Linked DNA regions of Oryctolagus cuniculus: region 1 is linked to region 2. The links are chromatin contacts, called in public Hi-C maps. All regions are on one chromosome and are shown on one strand. Each heading gives the region's core, a stretch centred on a gene start, on an enhancer-like site or on the middle of the called end of the contact. The rest is flanking DNA. Distances are from core to core; before and after follow the strand shown. Region 1 overlaps CDH13 (cadherin 13). Region 2 overlaps CDH13 (cadherin 13).

What was found. Hi-C and Micro-C count contacts between places; a contact is called where the count stands out from the background.
Region 1: a Hi-C map of an unstated tissue shows a contact between it and region 2, with 3 times the contacts expected there. The contact joins two enhancer-like sites. A contact is called at or near these places in 2 of 6 Hi-C or Micro-C datasets (ear pinna and an unstated tissue).

Annotation. Positions count from the first base shown.
Region 1 is chr18:65,031,429-65,035,682 of mOryCun1.1, forward strand. All of the region lies in intron 5 of CDH13 (cadherin 13), which reads left to right. Among named protein-coding and RNA genes, the nearest start is that of HSBP1, 600 kb to the right of the region's middle. Within about 2 kb of position 1,828, at least 2 of the 8 cell types and tissues checked have an H3K27ac peak or open chromatin away from gene starts, as enhancers often do.
Region 2 is chr18:64,271,651-64,275,315 of mOryCun1.1, forward strand. The region is part of intron 2 of CDH13 (cadherin 13); the gene reads left to right. Among named protein-coding and RNA genes, the nearest start is that of MPHOSPH6, 110 kb to the left of the region's middle. Within about 2 kb of position 1,786, at least 1 of the 8 cell types and tissues checked has an H3K27ac peak or open chromatin away from gene starts, as enhancers often do.

The DNA.
Region 1 (4,254 bases), core at 578-3,077, 760 kb after region 2:
ACATGACCACATGACTATCGCTTTCTGTTGCAGTTTCTAAAGTATTAATGTTTAAAAACCTACACAAACTAAGATTAATGATCCAAGAGTCTCATCTAATATTTGTCTTTGGAGATAAAATGCATACCCCCATAATACTTTTAGTGCTATTGATTTATTATAGTCAGGGGAAACATAATTGAATAACAAAAGTATTCAGAAAAATATCGAAATAGAACAGGATGAAGAGAGAAGCAGAACCGCACTCTGTCCCTGTCCATCTGCCCCCTGCCCAGCCAGCTGTCTTGGGCCTGCCTTGCTTGTCCCGCACTCCCTGGCCTCAGGCTTCCCCGTCCCCTTCCTCTGCTCTACCACCTTCCTGGAAGGAAAGTCCCCCACCTGGGCTTCTGAAGCCCTTACCCTCCTTCCAGTCCAGGATCCAAGCAGGACAGCTGGCCTCACAATGAGCCTCCCAGCCACGGTATCGGGTCGGGGTGTCACCGCCGTGTTACAGAACATACAACCAGGACACGGCAAAATGGCAGGGCCTGCTGAAGCAGACACCCACGAGCACAGATGAGAGACAAGAGCCCGTGCCCAGACCTCCTGGGTTGGATCACAGCAGATGCCAGCTTCCAGTGGGGGTGATGACAACATCTTTGGGGTACCCGACGTTGTCCCTGTCACTTAATAGACACTGAAAGACTCAGATACCATTGTAAGGGTTTCGATCCCCACTTGATGGATAGAATTGAAGTTCTCAGATGAAAACTGAGTGCCTCCTAGCTGCCAAGCAGACCATCTCAGGATGCTGTAACCTCAGACTTCGGTCTCCTAAGGAGTAGGCTGCCCTCTCACATGATGGTGTGCACAACTTTGCAAGTGTAGGTGGAGCCAGCTGGGAATGCAGGCAGCCTCCTTAAATACCAGGACCTTCTCTTCTAAATCAGCTACCCTCAAGTTCACACCGGCAATGTGGCCTCCACGGCCTTTTTATCCAGTGCGATCGTTTATTTTAGTATTGCTCTTCACTTTGCAAGAATTCAGCAGGCCGTCGGCACAGGGAAGTCTGGAAGCCTGTGGGTCCCTAACGCCTCTGTGTTTTGTTGGAAGACCGTGTGCGGCTTCAGTGCAAGGTCCGTGCACATTTTGCTCACCACGACCTCTGCCTTCAGCATTCCCGACGACTCTGGGCTCTCTTGCTGCCCAGGTCTGAACTTGCAAAGGGAATGCAGTGTTTTGCATCGTGACACATGATCGCCACCCACTGGTAAGAATGTTTTTGCTGCAAAGACTTTACAAGGTGTAGGCTTGGGGCAAAAGTCCACCGTTTCCCAGGCTTTCAAGGTCGATGTCTGGCTACCCAAGTCTAAGGAGGGTTAAATGTGTCAGCTTCAGGTTGGTTTGCAGAATCTCAGATGTATGTCCATTAATTGTCCCATGAAACGATAAATAAAACTCTGCTTGTGCGTCTTGAATCATTCGTGTCAGCGTACTTTGTCCATCTGCAGAATTTCAGTATCTCAGCTGAGACCACTTGTCATGGCTAGAGTCCTCATCCAGACTGCCAATCACAGGTGCATGATGGAACAGGACACTGCGGGTGGATTTCAGAGTTCTGACTTGTAAATAGGATCCCATCGTGTTGCCACACCAAATCCCGTGGAAGAGTCGCCTACGGAGAAAATACCCACTGCGTTCCATGATTTGCTTCATGTGTTTGAAAGTGCTCAACAATTCCCCTAGGCAGAAACTTCCTTAGTTTGAAGACGAGAACTGGAGCATGAAGAGGTTAAGGCACCGCCCTGTGTCTCTTGCCTAGAAAATGCGGAGCTGCGAGTCACACCTAGAAGATGTGGCACTGGAATCTTTCTCACTGGGCAACGGGGCCTCTCTCACCCATCTGGTCTGGGAGGAGGCCGTCTTCTTCCCTATGAGCTCTCCCCCAGAGGCTGCCTGGGACGCTCTGACCCAGTCGGCGTGGACAAGCCCTCGTCCACACAACTTCTGTGGCTACAGGGTGACCTCTCTGGGTTCCACCCCTCATCGAGGGAAGCAGCAAGCAATTATCTTGGAGAGGAAAACAAAGCTTTTGGACTAAGTATTGATTCCTGTCCCGTCTCTTGCGATGCAGAGAGAATTCAGTAGCATGTTTGGGGACCAGAAGAGAACATTAAAATAAAGAAAAATTGGGCCCCTGGCGCTTGAAAAATTTCCCCAGATCCTTGAAGACAATTTCATTTTTTTTTCTCAGGGAACTTGATGCTTCTTTAGATGGAAAATTTTTTCACCTAAAATATCACACCAGCTGCCCTGCAATTCTCCTCTTGGCCTGCTTATTAAGAAATGCTGCTCTTGCAGCAACAAATCTCAGCTTTCTTAGCTTCTGGAAAACTGTAAAATAATTAACTATCCTTTAAAAAGGCATTGTGGGAAATCCGTGTGGCTCCAGTCCTCTAGCTGAGCGTCTGCACGTGAGCCACTCTGAACTTGAACCTGACAGTTCAGGGGCGCTGGACGTGATCACTTAGAGGTCGCTCCTAGCAGCAATGAATTCATGAACTCGGATTAAGTGATAACAAAAACACTGAAATTTCCCTCTATCTCTCTTCGTTCTTGAAGAATAGGTTAACGTATATGGATTGTATTTCACAACTAGCACAGAATTGAGCATTTCGCCATGGATGTTTTTATGATCTCTGGTTTCCATTCTTTTTAATAGCCTTGGTGCAGTATTAAAAAAGAGCATCTTGGTTGTAAAAGCTGTTTTAGAAGGAAAAGTTGTTCTAGTAAAGCAAACATAACATATATGCCACTTTCTCAAGAGGAAGCCTTGGTAGTAACTCGGTCAGGAAGGGAAACACTTAGTGGGCTTCAGCAATGATGAGACCCCAACCCCAAGGCAGCAGTGGACTTTGGACTTGCGGTTGCTTTGGAAGAAATGAGCAGGCTCTTCCTGTTTTTCTGTGACAGACTGGAAATCGCACGCCATTGGAAAGTTGCGAGAATCCAGATTAAAACTCCCAGCTCAGCAAAAGTGTTTTCTTAGGCAGCGGTGCACAAATCAGGCTGGGTGATAAGCAGCCTCTCAAATACCAAAAACAAACAGCAGGGATGCACTGGTTGCGCGTGATCTGTAATCAGCAGAAGTTGGAGGACAGTTACGTTCCATGCGGTCAGGCTACACGAGGTCATGACAGTGCCATGTTTTTAAAAATTTTTATTTGTTAGAGAGGGGAAGAGAGAAGGAGCTCCCATCCACTGGTTCACTCCCCAAATACCCACAGTGATACCCAGTCAGGAACTCAACCCAGATTTCTCCCGTGTGTGGCGTGGTCCCAGTACCGTTTATCCTGCCTCCAGAATCTATGTGAGCAGGAAGCTGGAGTAAGGAGGGGAGGGAGGAAGGAGAAGGAGGGAATGAATGAATCTTCCATCTGCTGGCTCACCTCCCAGATGGTTGCTATGGCTAGAACCAGGCCAGCCTGAGGCCAGGAGCCCAGCTTCTTCCATATCTCTCACTTGGGCGCAGGGAACCATGGATTTGGGTCACTTCTGGTGCTTTCCCAGGTACATTAGCAGGGAGCAGGATTGGAAGTGGAGTAGCCGGGACTCGAACCAGTGCCTGTGTGGGAGGCTGGCACTGCAGGTGGTGGCTGCTTTACCCACTATGCCACAGCGCTGGCCCCCATTACCACCTAAATCTTGTTCTCCACGGCAAAACAAGAGAACATTCCAGAAATGTTCTCCTAGAAGTGAAACACCACACTTACTGAATTTCATAGACCATAATAATGTCATAGCTGCCACCAAACTGCAAAGAGGAAAATACCATTCTGTGTATGCTAAGAAGAGCGTCTGCTGGGTTATCTCTGAGCTTGGAAAGCCTCACCCGCGTGGTCAGTGTGGACCGCGTGCTTGGTGTGCCAGGCAGCGAGCGTAGCCGACTGTTTCCTCTGCACATGACCCTGTAAGGTCTGCGCTTTCATCATGCCCTTTGTCCAGATGAGGAGACTGGGATCCAAGAGATTACAGAATTTTCCCAGAGGTGCTTCCCTACCCATTAAGAGCCACATCCACGTGTGCTGCCCCTCTCTGGGGGCCTCTGCAGGCCTTGGCTAAGGAGTTTGCTCACAGAGAGGGAGGAGAGCCTCTGCTGCCCTCATTTACGCATTAGCGGCCAACCATCAGCACGTCAGGAAGGCGTGGTCACTCCCGAGTTGCAGCCGCTCCCTCCGTGCCATTGAGAAACAGATAATACATGAAGTTGCATTT
Region 2 (3,665 bases), core at 536-3,035:
TGATTGGCAGGGACTATGTTGTTACACAGCAACCCTGGTGAGCCCAGGTCCCAGTCTGGCGAAGAGGGTCAGTTGTGAGGAAGAGGTAGGGACAGCAGACTCTCGAAGGCAGCTGGAAACACACATCTGGCTGTTGCACAGTAAAGAACCAGTGTCCTTCCTTGAATCAGGTTCTGGTCGTGCCATGCTAGTAAGAGACTGAATATACAGACCATGACAACAGCTGCACCACAGGCAAAAAGAGAACTTTAACCTACATATTGGCAGCAGTTGGCCCCAAACCCAGCACTTCTACAGGTTTTACCCCTGTTTCCAATATGGGACCTACCAGAGAAAGTCGAATCTGCTTCCCTAGCCAGCTGCATAGGATGCCCTGCTTTCAGTTAGCCCATCTGCACTTCCCCGTGCCAGCAGCCGTCAGGGAATGCCTGAAGCCTTCCCTTTGTCCACTTTGAAGCTTTCCTTTCCCTGTCAGCCTTTGAGTCTCTGCCAACTGCAAGTGATGGAGGCTGACTCCCTTGCTATAGCGAGCTCTGAACAAATAGCCTCTGCTGATTGTCGTTATGTCCACAGTTTTAGGGATATACCGAAGCAGGAAAAAAGCCTTGATACCCATGAACCACTCAGTTATCTTTACTCTTTCCTGACAGACTGCCCCTGAGTGCCCTCATCTGTTCCTAGATAGACCAGTATGGACTCTGCCATAGTCAGGCCAGGGATGGGCATCTGCAACCCTGTGTGATCTGGCAAGTTTGATGGGGCACGAGGTAAGCTGCAGAGGCAGGGCAGGACCGTGCTGCAGTCCCAAGCCAGTGCTCAAAGACACCTTTCAAAGCTGTGTAGACCCCAAGGATGAGAGCGGGATCGCATTCAAAGATGGAAATCTGGTTCCAGGTTCACAAGCATGCTTCAAGATAATAAAGTTCCGGATAAGCTGTGTACAAATCACACTTGTGTAAATTGGGTCCTCCTTCCCCCATGATTTACACTTTCCTTTAAGTGCTGATTTATCATCATTTCTTCCCTTGGCAACCATCCTTATGACTTGCCTCTTAGTTCTAGCCTCCCTGGCAGATAATTAATGAGCTCTTAATATGGCTTATGGGCACCGGAGGGAGCACAGTATTTAAAGATGCCTTTCAGGGGTTTTTATTTTTTTGTATAAGTGAAGAATCCCTTTGTCATACCAAAAATCACATCCATTTGGCAAGTGTTGCCATTTTGAACTTGTGAACAGTTCAAAGGCAGATCAAGAGGTCTGCCCGAGTTGGTATATGTCGGTCTTGACATTCAGGTGTCCAGATTTAGTTCCTCACGGTGCTCCAGGGGGGAACTAGGTCTTGTGAAAACTTTTTTTATTAGTTGACTTTTTTTTTTTTTTGCTCACATGTTCAATAAATACTTACTAAACATTTATTATGTGCCAGACCCCATGGGGATTTAGTGGTGCAGACACAGTCATTGTCCTTGTGGTGCTTACAGCCTACTGGGGAGGTGGAGGCTGAGCACATAATTATGCAGATAATGAGTTCACTACACATTTGATAAATACTACCAAGAGACCAATGAGGGAGGCTAATGAGGCCTGAGCTAGTTTTGGGGAGGGAGAGCGATCTGGGAAGTGAAAGTTGAGCTCCGAGGATGAGTTAGAATTAATGAGGGAAGGGGCTCTCCGGGCAGGAACAGAATGTGCAAAGGCCCCGAGGAGAGAAGGAGCCCAACTCTTTTGAGAAATGAAGAAGGATGCTGTGTAGGGCAGAGTAATGAAGGCAGGGAGTGGGAGAGGACAAGCTGGTGAGATGAATGTGGGTGCTGTGGTGACAATTCTTACAGGCTGTTTTGGTTTGTATCCTAGGAACCATGAAAAAATCATCAGCGGGTTCTAGGCAGGGAAGTCACGTGCTTAGATGTACTTTATATAAAGAGAATTTTGTCTCCACTGTGGGAAAGGATTGAGGGGGGTAAGAAAGAAGTGGGGGACTTGTTGGAGCCCAAAGTTTTTGTTCAGAATGAAAGAAGCAGTGTTCATTGGTGACTTCCATCAAGTGTAGCTTCCAGGAGAACTGGGTAGGGGTGTTAGGAGTTGGCTCATTCAGTTCACAGGAAAGGAGGAGAGATACAGTAGTACAAGAGAGTGAAGGACTGGCTCCTGCTGGAGTGGAGGCTCCTTCCTGATGGTGGAGTATCTGAATTCCAGCCCTAAGATCCTCACAGGGCAGGCAGTACTGGCTTCCCCAAAGAGGGCACACACGGAGGCAGTGGCCAATAGTCTGCTATACTGTTCTCCCAGCAGGATTTGGGAAAAGAGTGTTCCTCAGGAGCTCAGACTGGGAGTGGGAATCAGTGATGATGGACTTGAAATGGACACTCCAGAAACAGGCCCCTGTCTGCACGGCATGTCCAGTGTCTAGGGCCCCAACACTGGTATTTATGTATTTACTTATTGTTTTATTTATTATTTTTTGCTTTTTAATTTTTCATTTATATAAAGGGAATACATTTTGTGTATTTGATATATATGGTTTTAAGAGCATAATAATGCTTCCCCCACCCTCCCTCGTTCTTCCTTTCTTATGTTCTTTTGATTTTTTACTATAACATACTTTCAGTTTACTTTATAATCACAAGCTTAACCCTCCACTAAATAAAGAATTCAACAAGTAGAAAAACCACCATTCTTCAAGAGTATAGATAAGGACTGTCAACAATAATCAAACTCAAAATGACATTTTCACTCATATACATTACTTTTTGGGACTCTGTGTATTAGCACATATTTGGGAGTCCATATATTTGTTTTTTGGGGATTGGCATAGTTCATTAACCATAATGGTTTCCATTTGCATCCATTTTGTTGTGAAAGACATGACTTCATTCTTTTTTGTGGCTGAGTAGTATTCCATTATGTGTATATATATATATATATATATACACCTCAATTTCTTTATCCAGTCAGTAGTTGATGGACATTTGAGTTAATTCAGATTTTAGCTTTTGTGAATTGAGCTGCTATAAACACGAGGGTACAGATAACTCTTTCAGATGCAAAATAAAATTTCATTTTATTTCCTCTGGGTAAATTCCCAGGAGTGAGGTGGCTGTGTCATGTTTTAAGAAGTTTCTGAGGAATCTATATTTATTAAATAAAAGTTTTTAAAAAATGGAAATTTTGAAAGTACAACTTTTGGATTATAGCAGCTTTTCTCTCCATAACCACCTTCCCACCGCAAACTATCCCATCTCCTGCTCCCTCTCCCATCCCAAAGAATCTCCATTCTGTCTTCCATGATGGTTGTACTAGTTTACATTTTCACCAAGGGTGGATTAGGGTACCTTTTCCTCTACATTCTTACCAGCATTTGTTGTTTTCTGATTTTTGAATGATAGCTAGTGGGGTAAGGTGAAACATCATTGTGGTTTTCATTTGCATTTCCCTGATGGCTAGTGTATTTCATCCTTTGAAAAAATGCCTTAGCCCGTTTCATGTCCTTAGCTCATTTCTTAACTGGATTGCGTTTTTAGTTGTTAAGTTTCTTGAGCTCCTTATATATCCCTGCTGGTCCCTCTTTCAGACACCAACATGGAGTTCTTAAATGTCACCCGGGAAAGGAGTGAGAGAAATTCTGTGAGAGAAATTATGTCAATAGTCAGGTTCTTGGGCCCTG